Regions from separate parts of the Hordeum vulgare genome. Here all the other regions are linked to region 3. Evidence: chromatin contacts called from public Hi-C and HiChIP or PLAC-seq data. All regions are on one chromosome and are shown on one strand. Each heading gives the region's core, a stretch centred on a gene start, on an enhancer-like site or on the middle of the called end of the contact. The rest is flanking DNA. Distances are from core to core; before and after follow the strand shown. Region 1 holds the start of LOC123450977 (protein VAPYRIN-like). Region 2 holds the start of LOC123448362. Region 3 holds the start of LOC123446910 (FT-interacting protein 3).

Region 1 (2,700 bases), core at 44-2,543, 390 kb before region 3:
GTGCTTGGCCCCGTTGGCGAGGAGGAGCTCGGCGATGAGGCACTCGCCGGACGCCGCGGCGATCTCGAGGGGTGTCCTGCCGCGGCTGGGCTTGTCGGCGTCGGCGCCGTACTCGAGGAGCACCTGCACGATGTCAGCGCGGCCGAGGCCGACCGCGAGGTCGAGCAGCGTGCTCCCGGACTCGTCTGCGGCGTCGGCGGCGCGCCACGCGGGGTCGCTGCGGTCGAGCACCTCCCTGAGCGCCTCGACGGCCCCGGTGGCGACGAGGCGCGCGGCGACCTCGGCGCCCACGAAGGACGCCCGGATGCCGCTGTCGACGAACACCTGCTTCTTCCTCGCGGAGAACCACTCCGGGTTGACGGAGTCGAGCGCGGAGACGGGCTCCCTCACCGAGGCGCCGGGCGCCACGACGCTGTGCAGCAGGAAGGCGTCCTCCCCGCGGCTGCCTCCGCCACCTGGCCCGTCGGGCGCCTCGGAGGCCATGTAGAGCACCTCGACGGTGACCGCGGCGAGCGGCGCCAGGATCCCCGTGTGCGGGCGCACGGCGAATCGGCCCCTCACGGCCGGCTGCAGCCTGAAGGCCACCGGCATGGTGTGCATGGCGTTGCGCAGCGTGAGCTCCCCCCTGGCCGCCCTCCCCGGCTCCACCCGCACCACCACCTCGTTCGTCGGCTCCGGGATCACCAGCCGGTCCATCTCGACCCAAACCTTCACGCTCTCTCTCTCTTCCTCTCTCTAGCTTCCGCAGACAGACAGAGCTAGCAGCTAGCTAGCAGCAGGCTAGTGCGGCAATGGCGATGGAGGTGTTGATGCAGGTTGTGGTGGGGGAAGAAGCCATCAAGGGGAGTGAGAGGAGTGGAGGCGGATTATGTAGGAGATGGAGGCGGCAAGGACGGCCGGCGCGGCGTGGAGGCGTGCCACATGGTGGGTGTAAACAACAAGGCGGACTTGTTCCATGTGCTGGCCGCGGGCATGCGCCATGGCTTTGTTTAATGGAGGTGGAGTTTGGTCCGCAGGGGCAACGGGGATGGGGAGGGTCCGATGCTGGCTCGACTATGGAGCGTAGCGGCGGAAACTTCCCGGCTGCCCCGGCCTTGCCCGTCGCCGTCTGCCGCTCGTCGTTGTAGGCCATCCGTAAACTAATGATATGAACAAAGCAGACGTGATTGGCTGGTAAAATTTATCATCAGATTTCCATTCAAATTTGTTGTCTAATACACCTATGTGGGAGTTTGACAGCAAAAACAGTAAAATTTCATGTGGTATGAGCTATCAAATTTGCTGTGGCATCTAGAATAATTTGCATGCTTCATTTTGTGCCAAGTACTTACTATTTAGTACGTACTCCTCAGACTTAACTGACAGCATGCCTCAAGAGAATGGTAGATTACCGCTACTGCCATTCAGCATGCTCCAAAAGGATCTATGGATATTCCTCTCAGAAATCAAAAGAACAAATTACTGCACGATATATAACTTGTTTTTTGTGCCCTTGTTTTTGTGCTGGCAGATAGATGCTCTACGTCTGCAAGAGAGCAAACGCAGGATAATTCACTGTCCCTGAACTCTTAACCAATAATTACTCCCTCCGTCCGAAAGTACTCGTCGCACAAATGTATAAAAATGAATATATCTAGAACTAAAATACATCTTGATACGTCCATTCCTATGACAAATATTTTCGGACGGAGGAAGTAATTTTTTTGCGGGGAGTTAACCCTATTATTTTTACTGAAGAAAAACTGGAATCAGAAGCATCAAACCTTCCTTTGTAGCATCTCAGTCATAACAATCCAAGTAAGGTCATTCAATCATGTCACTGTAATGCTTCTCGGCCAACTTTGCTGTCTGTCTACTCCGATGGGTCACCAACCAATTGCTGGTGTTCTGAATTTCAGACCGTCTTTAATCTAACCCTATTTTCGAGAGAGACAAGATCATCAGTCTACTTCTGCGCATAGCGTCTTCTTAGAAATCCTCGCAACAAGTCCCTAAATTCTTTCGAGTCCGGTATCAATGTTCCATCTTTGTGAAACTCCTAACGCATTTCTTGGACTTTCCTGCCTCTGCATCCAAGAAAATGGCACAACAATGACAAAAAGTGTGCCACCTCTCCATGAAACCTTCCGTATAGGACAGCGCAATGTCATGATCAGAATTCTTGCATTTGTCATGCTATGGGACAGGCAAATCAAAACTGCTTGTCGTCTGCGTATATCGAATGGCTCGGGTGGATTAGTTAACGTTATTTACTTGAAGACACATTGCTTGCCTCACCGGCGTTTAGTTGAAAATTGACACTCGTCCCTTGTGGAAATTATGATGATCTGGTGCTGTAAATCGCTTTGGTTGCATCCTCCCTCATTGCTGCATTTACAAGGCAGGTGGAATTGTTATTTTTCTTTTTGCAATGGATTTACAGTGCCAGCCAAGAGCTTGGATTTTACAACGGGGAGGAAGAACTCATGTTTATCTGTCCATCCTTGCTCTCATCTTAAGTTTTGCAAGGTAAGTATACAATGTTATGTGCTTTTCGCCGGTTAGACACATCACTTATCTTACTGGGATAGCACATTGTCTGGCATTCTGTTTGCTAGTAAGCAGTAGTGATGGTTTTTGCTCTTCCTGCCGAGCCTAATGAATTGGTCCACGCGTCTTTTTCAGGTCATTAATTAGTATCTTTCTTTCTTTGTGAAAAAA
Region 2 (2,700 bases), core at 138-2,637, 480 kb before region 3:
TTATGTAGCGACAACCATCACAGATGCATTATGTTGCACTGCATTATTCTCTGTCAAACACGAGAGTTTTCAAACTTGAAGATGGGTTGAGTCGTAAAATGATTTCCATACTCGAGAAACAAGGGAGTCTGGTCAAATACCTCCTAGCAAAAGTTAGATTTGCCCTCTAATTGTGCATCTTCATATACAGTAACCAAATTCCTATTAAATTTATTACACAAAAAAATCCTATTAATTTTGACACTCTTATCGTAGACTAGAATTCTAATAAAGTATTTATTCATTTCAACTTGAATCACTAAAAAGCATCATTGTTAAGGCCTACTAAAATCCCACCGCGTCATCCAAAATTCCTCCCCGCACTAAGGAAGTTGACTTCACTTTTTGGAGAAATTGTGTTTTAAGGTTTCCTAAGGGCCAATGAAATCCAATTTGTTATCAGTAATCATCTCTCACAGAAATCTTTTATAACATCTTGTTCCCAACCCCTCACGTTCGAAAGTCCCCTCTTATTGTTAGATTTCTCGGGGTTTTTTTCTTTTCTTTAAACACCCAATAGCAACGGAATGCTTCACACAGCTGATCACCGGAGAGCTTACCTTTTTCATTTGACAATTAGAGAAGACATTTTTTTAATAATCCTCTTCCAATTCAGCATTAGAGTGTTCATCGTGATAACGCAACTCATTTAAAGCTACATCACCAATGTCAACAGGACCTAGTGAGCCCATCCTAATATTTTCCAAAAAAATATTCTTATTACCAATGTTTTGGAAGGGAAAAAAAATCTTTTCTGTCCTACTCCATATTTTGAATAATATCAAGATTGTGCTCGATCATTTCAACGGAACATCCCAAGTCCATGGCATGGTTTATTTCTACCACTCTCTACGTTCTTGAATGTTAAAGTTTACTAGATGATGCCCTGGACGTCGCTCGTGGAACCTTATAAACGGCAGAGAAGGAGAATTGAAGCTAAAAGAAAACGTCATTGCTAACAAAAATGATACAAAGTGTTGCTCCCAGCAACCTTATAATGTCTTGAGTTTTCATTCATGCTAGTGAATAAATTTATGAACCCTCCTGCGTGGTAACAACCTGGCTAACCAGTGCTCCTATTAACAAATTTACCTGCATCCTTGTTCTCCCTGCATCGAATGAGTGCATGGCAGAGTTTGGTGCGTGCATCGCCACCTTGTGGCCAAAGCAACAAATCCGAGAGCAGCACAAGCAAAAGGAAGGAGTTGCCTAGCGACAACCATCACCGCCGCATATAGCTATATCATGATCTTCCCTCCTACTTGTCTCCTAACCAACCCTTGTCACTGACAGATCCCAAGGGAGAGAAGAAGAGCAGCGTGCTGTACGTCCATCGACGGTCTCGCCATGCAGGCGGCCGCCGCTACGGCGCCGGCGCCGCGCCACCGCGTGTACACGGCCGTCGAGCCCCGGTGCGAGTGGGCGCGCGCGGCCGACGCCGACACCCTCGTCGTCGACGTCTCAGGTGCGGGCGCCATTACCACAGTCTCTTTAATTACCGGCCGCTGCGTTGTGACTTTTCAGTCTTGTGAAGTGTGTCTTGTCTTGCCCTGGTCTCAGGGTTCGTGAAGGAGGAGCTGAGGGTGCTCTACAACACGAGCCGGAAGCTCAAGGTCGCCGGCGAGCGCCCCGTCGGCGACGGGGGCAATGGCGGCGCGCGATGGGCGCGGTTTCTCAAGTCGTTCCCGGTGCCTAAGAGCGTCCGCACCGGCGGCATCAGGGCCGTCATGGACAAGGACCAGGCCGTGCTCTACGTCATCCTGCCCAAGGGGTCACCACCAACAACAACAGGTCCTCCACCACCACCACCGCCACCGCCGTTGTCGTCGGCCATGGCCACGGAGGAGCAGCAGCCTGGAAGCGCCATGCCCCCGCCTCACGGAGAGCGGAAAGGCGATGGCTCGTCAGGCGGCAGCAGCAGCAGCAGCAATGGCAGCTTCTGGAGCGCCCAAGAGGACGCAGGGAAGAACAGGGCTGAAGAGAAGAACATGGAGACCAAGATTCAGATACAGGAGGAGGAGATCGCCACAGCAGATACACCGAGAACTGATGGTGGTTCCGACGCAAACACCGTGGAAAAAGATGGTGGCGACGATGAAGGTGATGACAAGAGGTGGTGGGAGAAAATGAAGCTCAGGCCTCTGCATGTGGTTGGCTTCGTTGTCCTCGTGCTTGCTGTGGTAGGAATTGGTGCACTGTATGCAATGCTGCTACTCTGAAACATGTACTACAGTTTGTAACTCTCAAATAAGCAGATAACTTGTGCAGATCAAGGAGAAACTCAGAGATGCAGAACAATTTTCATTCAACTCTGTTTATAACCGCGACAAGACCACACAACCTGTAAACAATGAGACCACCCACCAAACACATAGAATACAACGTATGCCATCAACATGTAACAGTTTTACCATAACAGCAGGACTAACCCTAGCCAGACTCGGGCGGTACGATAAAGAATCGGATTATTCGAAACAAACGGCTCGTTTGGCGCTCTGTCCCCACAAAACAATAGGTAGTAGTATCATCAGGCTGTTCGATTTCATGGCTCCTCACTTCGTGCTGGCGAGCTGGGTGCGGATGAGCTTGGCCGCAGCGACCATGTTAGTCAGGGCGGGCTTCACCTCGGTGTACTTGCGGGTCTTGAGGCCGCAGTCAGGG
Region 3 (2,700 bases), core at 141-2,640:
TGCAGGTCGAAGGAGACGAAGCCGAGGTGTGCGTCCGGCGGGGTGGCCTCGCCCTCCTTCTCCGGTTTCTTGGCCTCCTCGTGGACGGTGACCTCCAGGGAGGATGCGGTGAGGCTGGCCTTGTGGAACGCGAACACCTGGTCCCACTCGCCGGCGGCCGTGGCGGCTCGAGTCCGCACGGCGTGAGCGCCGATGCAGAGCTGCGCGTACAGCGGCTGCTTGTCGCCGCCGTCCTGATTCTTCTTGGCCTTGAGAAGCCGGACGAACAGGTAAGGCACGCGATCCACCAGGTCGTACGACGCGCTGCCGCCACCCGAGGAGGCCATGCTCCGCTCGGCGGCAGTCTGGGGAAGGATCTCGAGATCACCGGCGACTCCGGCCGTGGCCAGCTGCATCTTGGACGGCGAGGGTGGCGGGGCCTTGGACGGAGAAGGAGGCACCGCCACCTCCTTCTTGCCCTCCTCCTTGGGCTTCTCGCCGTCTTTGGGCTTGTCGCCGTCCTTCTTCTTCCCCTTCTCCGGCGACTTCTTCTTACCCGCGTCCTCTGCCTTCTTCTCCTCTGGTTTGGCGTCCTCTGCCTTCTTCCCTTCCGCGGGCGCCGCAGCCTCCGGCTTCTTCTCTCCCGCAGCAGCAGGAGCAGCAGCAGCAGCAGCCTCGGCCGGCTCCTTCTTCTCCTCGGCGGCAGGAGCAGGGGCATCGGCCTGAGCCTTCTCCCCCTCCGGCGCGGGAGCAGGGGCAGCAGCAGGGGCGGGCGGGGGGTCGTCGACGAACCAAATCTTGAGGCCGATCTCGCCCTTGATCTGCGAGAAGACGCTGCGCTTCTCGAGCGGGTAGTAGACGAGCGCCTCGTCCCCGGCCCTGGCGAAGGAGGCGGCGGCGACCTTGACCTTGCCGAGGAAGGTGCCCCCGCGGCGGCCGGACCCGGTCCCGGCGACGGCCTTCTTGTCGTTATACACGTTGAGCTCGAGCGTGTCGGCCATGGCGTCGGGGTGGTGGAGGAGGAACTCGAGCCGCTCGCCCCAGTGCGGGTTGAGGTCGCGCGGGCGGGTGGCGGTGCGGCGGCGCTGGCCGTCGAAGTCGACGACGGCGTAGGCGCACGCCGTGCCCTGCCCGTCCTTGGGCATCAGGTTCCGCGCGTTGCACACCTCCACCACCACCCGCCGCCGCGCCCCCTCCTCCATCTCCACCATGGCCGGGGCAAAAGCTCCTTGCTTGACGGACCTCGCCTGGGATCGGATCCGATCCTGGAAGCTTCTTGGCCGTGGAAAGTGATCGAATCTGGGGGAAATCTGCGGGCGCTGTGGGATGAGTGCGGTGATGGTGAGAGCGATGGAGAGTGATGAAGGGGATGTGACCGTTGGAGGCGGCCGGTGACGGTGAGTGACTGGAGAGAGGCGGGGTGGACGCCGGGGTTTAAAAGGGAGGAGGCAACGGCCGGGAGAGGTGGGGCCGTTGGCCACGTAGGCCCGCGGTGGAGGCCACGTGGAGCGGTGACACGGAGCAGTGTCCGGTAGTAGTAGTATAGTACTGTAACTGTAAATGGCAACGGCACTGACGGCCGGAAATGGCGGCGGCCGGCGGGAATCTCGTCGGCGCATGTTTCTCTGCTGCATTTTATAGCAACCTTTAAAAAGTTTATTAAATGTGCATTTCAAAAAAAAATATGCAGATACTCAATTTGGCTCTAGGCCAAAAATGAATTTTACAAGTGTCAAAAATTTGAGAGAAAATGATGGGTTGACTGTCACGTCCAAATGATACATGCAAATTTGCGGGTGAAAAAGCATTTTGACATGTGAATGACAAAAACAAGTCCAACGTCAAATGTTACACTTGATTTTGATTTTTCACCGACGAAGCGCTGCTATATCATATGGCGTGAAAACCGACAAGCACACTTGCCACACTAATATCTACAAAAACAGTCAGAATTTTTAAATTTTATGTACTATATTCATTTTGGTTTTAATGTTTATTAGGGAGGTTATGATTCCCACAACCCAAAATCCGCATTCGTAAAAGTTTCCATTTGCTATGAAGATGTACGTCGAGTCCCTATCCTCAAGCTCTAGTGTATTTTCGATTTTTGGCTTTCTCTCGGTCTTTTGCTGGGCTTTATGGGATTTTGCCTAGTTTCCCTAATAAACGTTTCACTATACGTTTTGTTTCTCCGTCTTAATAAAATCGTCAGAACCCCTGCCTTTTATTGTCAAAATAAAAGTGCATTTACATCATTTCCCTTAAGAATGAGAAAACATGTGTACATTTGGATGAGCACTTGGATCCACAGGTGATGACTGAATAAGATGGTCGTCGAGGTATGGATTAAGCTACCTTTAAGCTAGATTGCAAGGCAGCTTGGGGCCACAAAACATCAGCCAAGCCGAGGCTTGTTCCACTAGAACCAAGTCCATCTTTCACATAGAGATTTGCAAAACTTGTCAAACTTCTTCCTTGTGCAAATCATCTTCCAATTTACGAGAGAATTCTACAAGTTAATGCTCCTTTAAATTGAATTAACCGTTGAGCCATTTTGAAAGCGTCGATTGGTTTACTAATATAGTAGTACCTTGGAACAGAGTGAGTAACATGGGGTAACTTTTTTTAATAAAACGGGCTCTCCCTTTTATTTTATTTATCAAAAATTGTCATGCATTTTCTTACAAACAACTAAATAGTAAATAAAAATACCACAACCAG

Evidence for each region. Hi-C and Micro-C count contacts between places; a contact is called where the count stands out from the background. HiChIP or PLAC-seq counts read pairs in DNA pulled down with a chosen protein or histone mark.
Region 1: an H3K4me3 HiChIP or PLAC-seq map of embryo shows a contact between it and region 3, with 6 times the contacts expected there. The contact joins the promoter of LOC123450977 here to the promoter of LOC123446910 in region 3. A contact is called at or near these places in 2 of 6 Hi-C or Micro-C datasets (both in leaf) and 1 of 1 datasets of contacts at active chromatin or transcription factors (embryo).
Region 2: a contact with region 3 is called in a Hi-C map of leaf, with 3 times the contacts expected there. The contact joins the promoter of LOC123448362 here to the promoter of LOC123446910 in region 3. A contact is called at or near these places in 2 of 6 Hi-C or Micro-C datasets (leaf and seedling) and 1 of 1 datasets of contacts at active chromatin or transcription factors (embryo).

What each region holds. Positions count from the first base shown.
Region 1 is chr4H:4,723,945-4,726,644 of MorexV3_pseudomolecules_assembly, reverse strand. It overlaps LOC123450977 (protein VAPYRIN-like), which reads right to left and starts at 1,293. Exons shown (of 1, transcript XM_045127986.1): 1 at 1-1,293. The coding sequence starts at 696.
Region 2 is chr4H:4,814,263-4,816,962 of MorexV3_pseudomolecules_assembly, reverse strand. It overlaps LOC123448362, which reads left to right and starts at 1,387. Exons shown (of 2, transcript XM_045125212.1): 1 at 1,387-1,504; 2 at 1,600-2,455. The coding sequence starts at 1,387. The coding sequence ends at 2,258. It overlaps LOC123446921 (5-methyltetrahydropteroyltriglutamate--homocysteine methyltransferase 1), which reads right to left. Exons shown (of 14, transcript XM_045123468.1): 14 at 2,328-2,700. The coding sequence ends at 2,592.
Region 3 is chr4H:4,338,444-4,341,143 of MorexV3_pseudomolecules_assembly, reverse strand. It overlaps LOC123446910 (FT-interacting protein 3), which reads right to left and starts at 1,390. Exons shown (of 1, transcript XM_045123456.1): 1 at 1-1,390. The coding sequence starts at 1,190.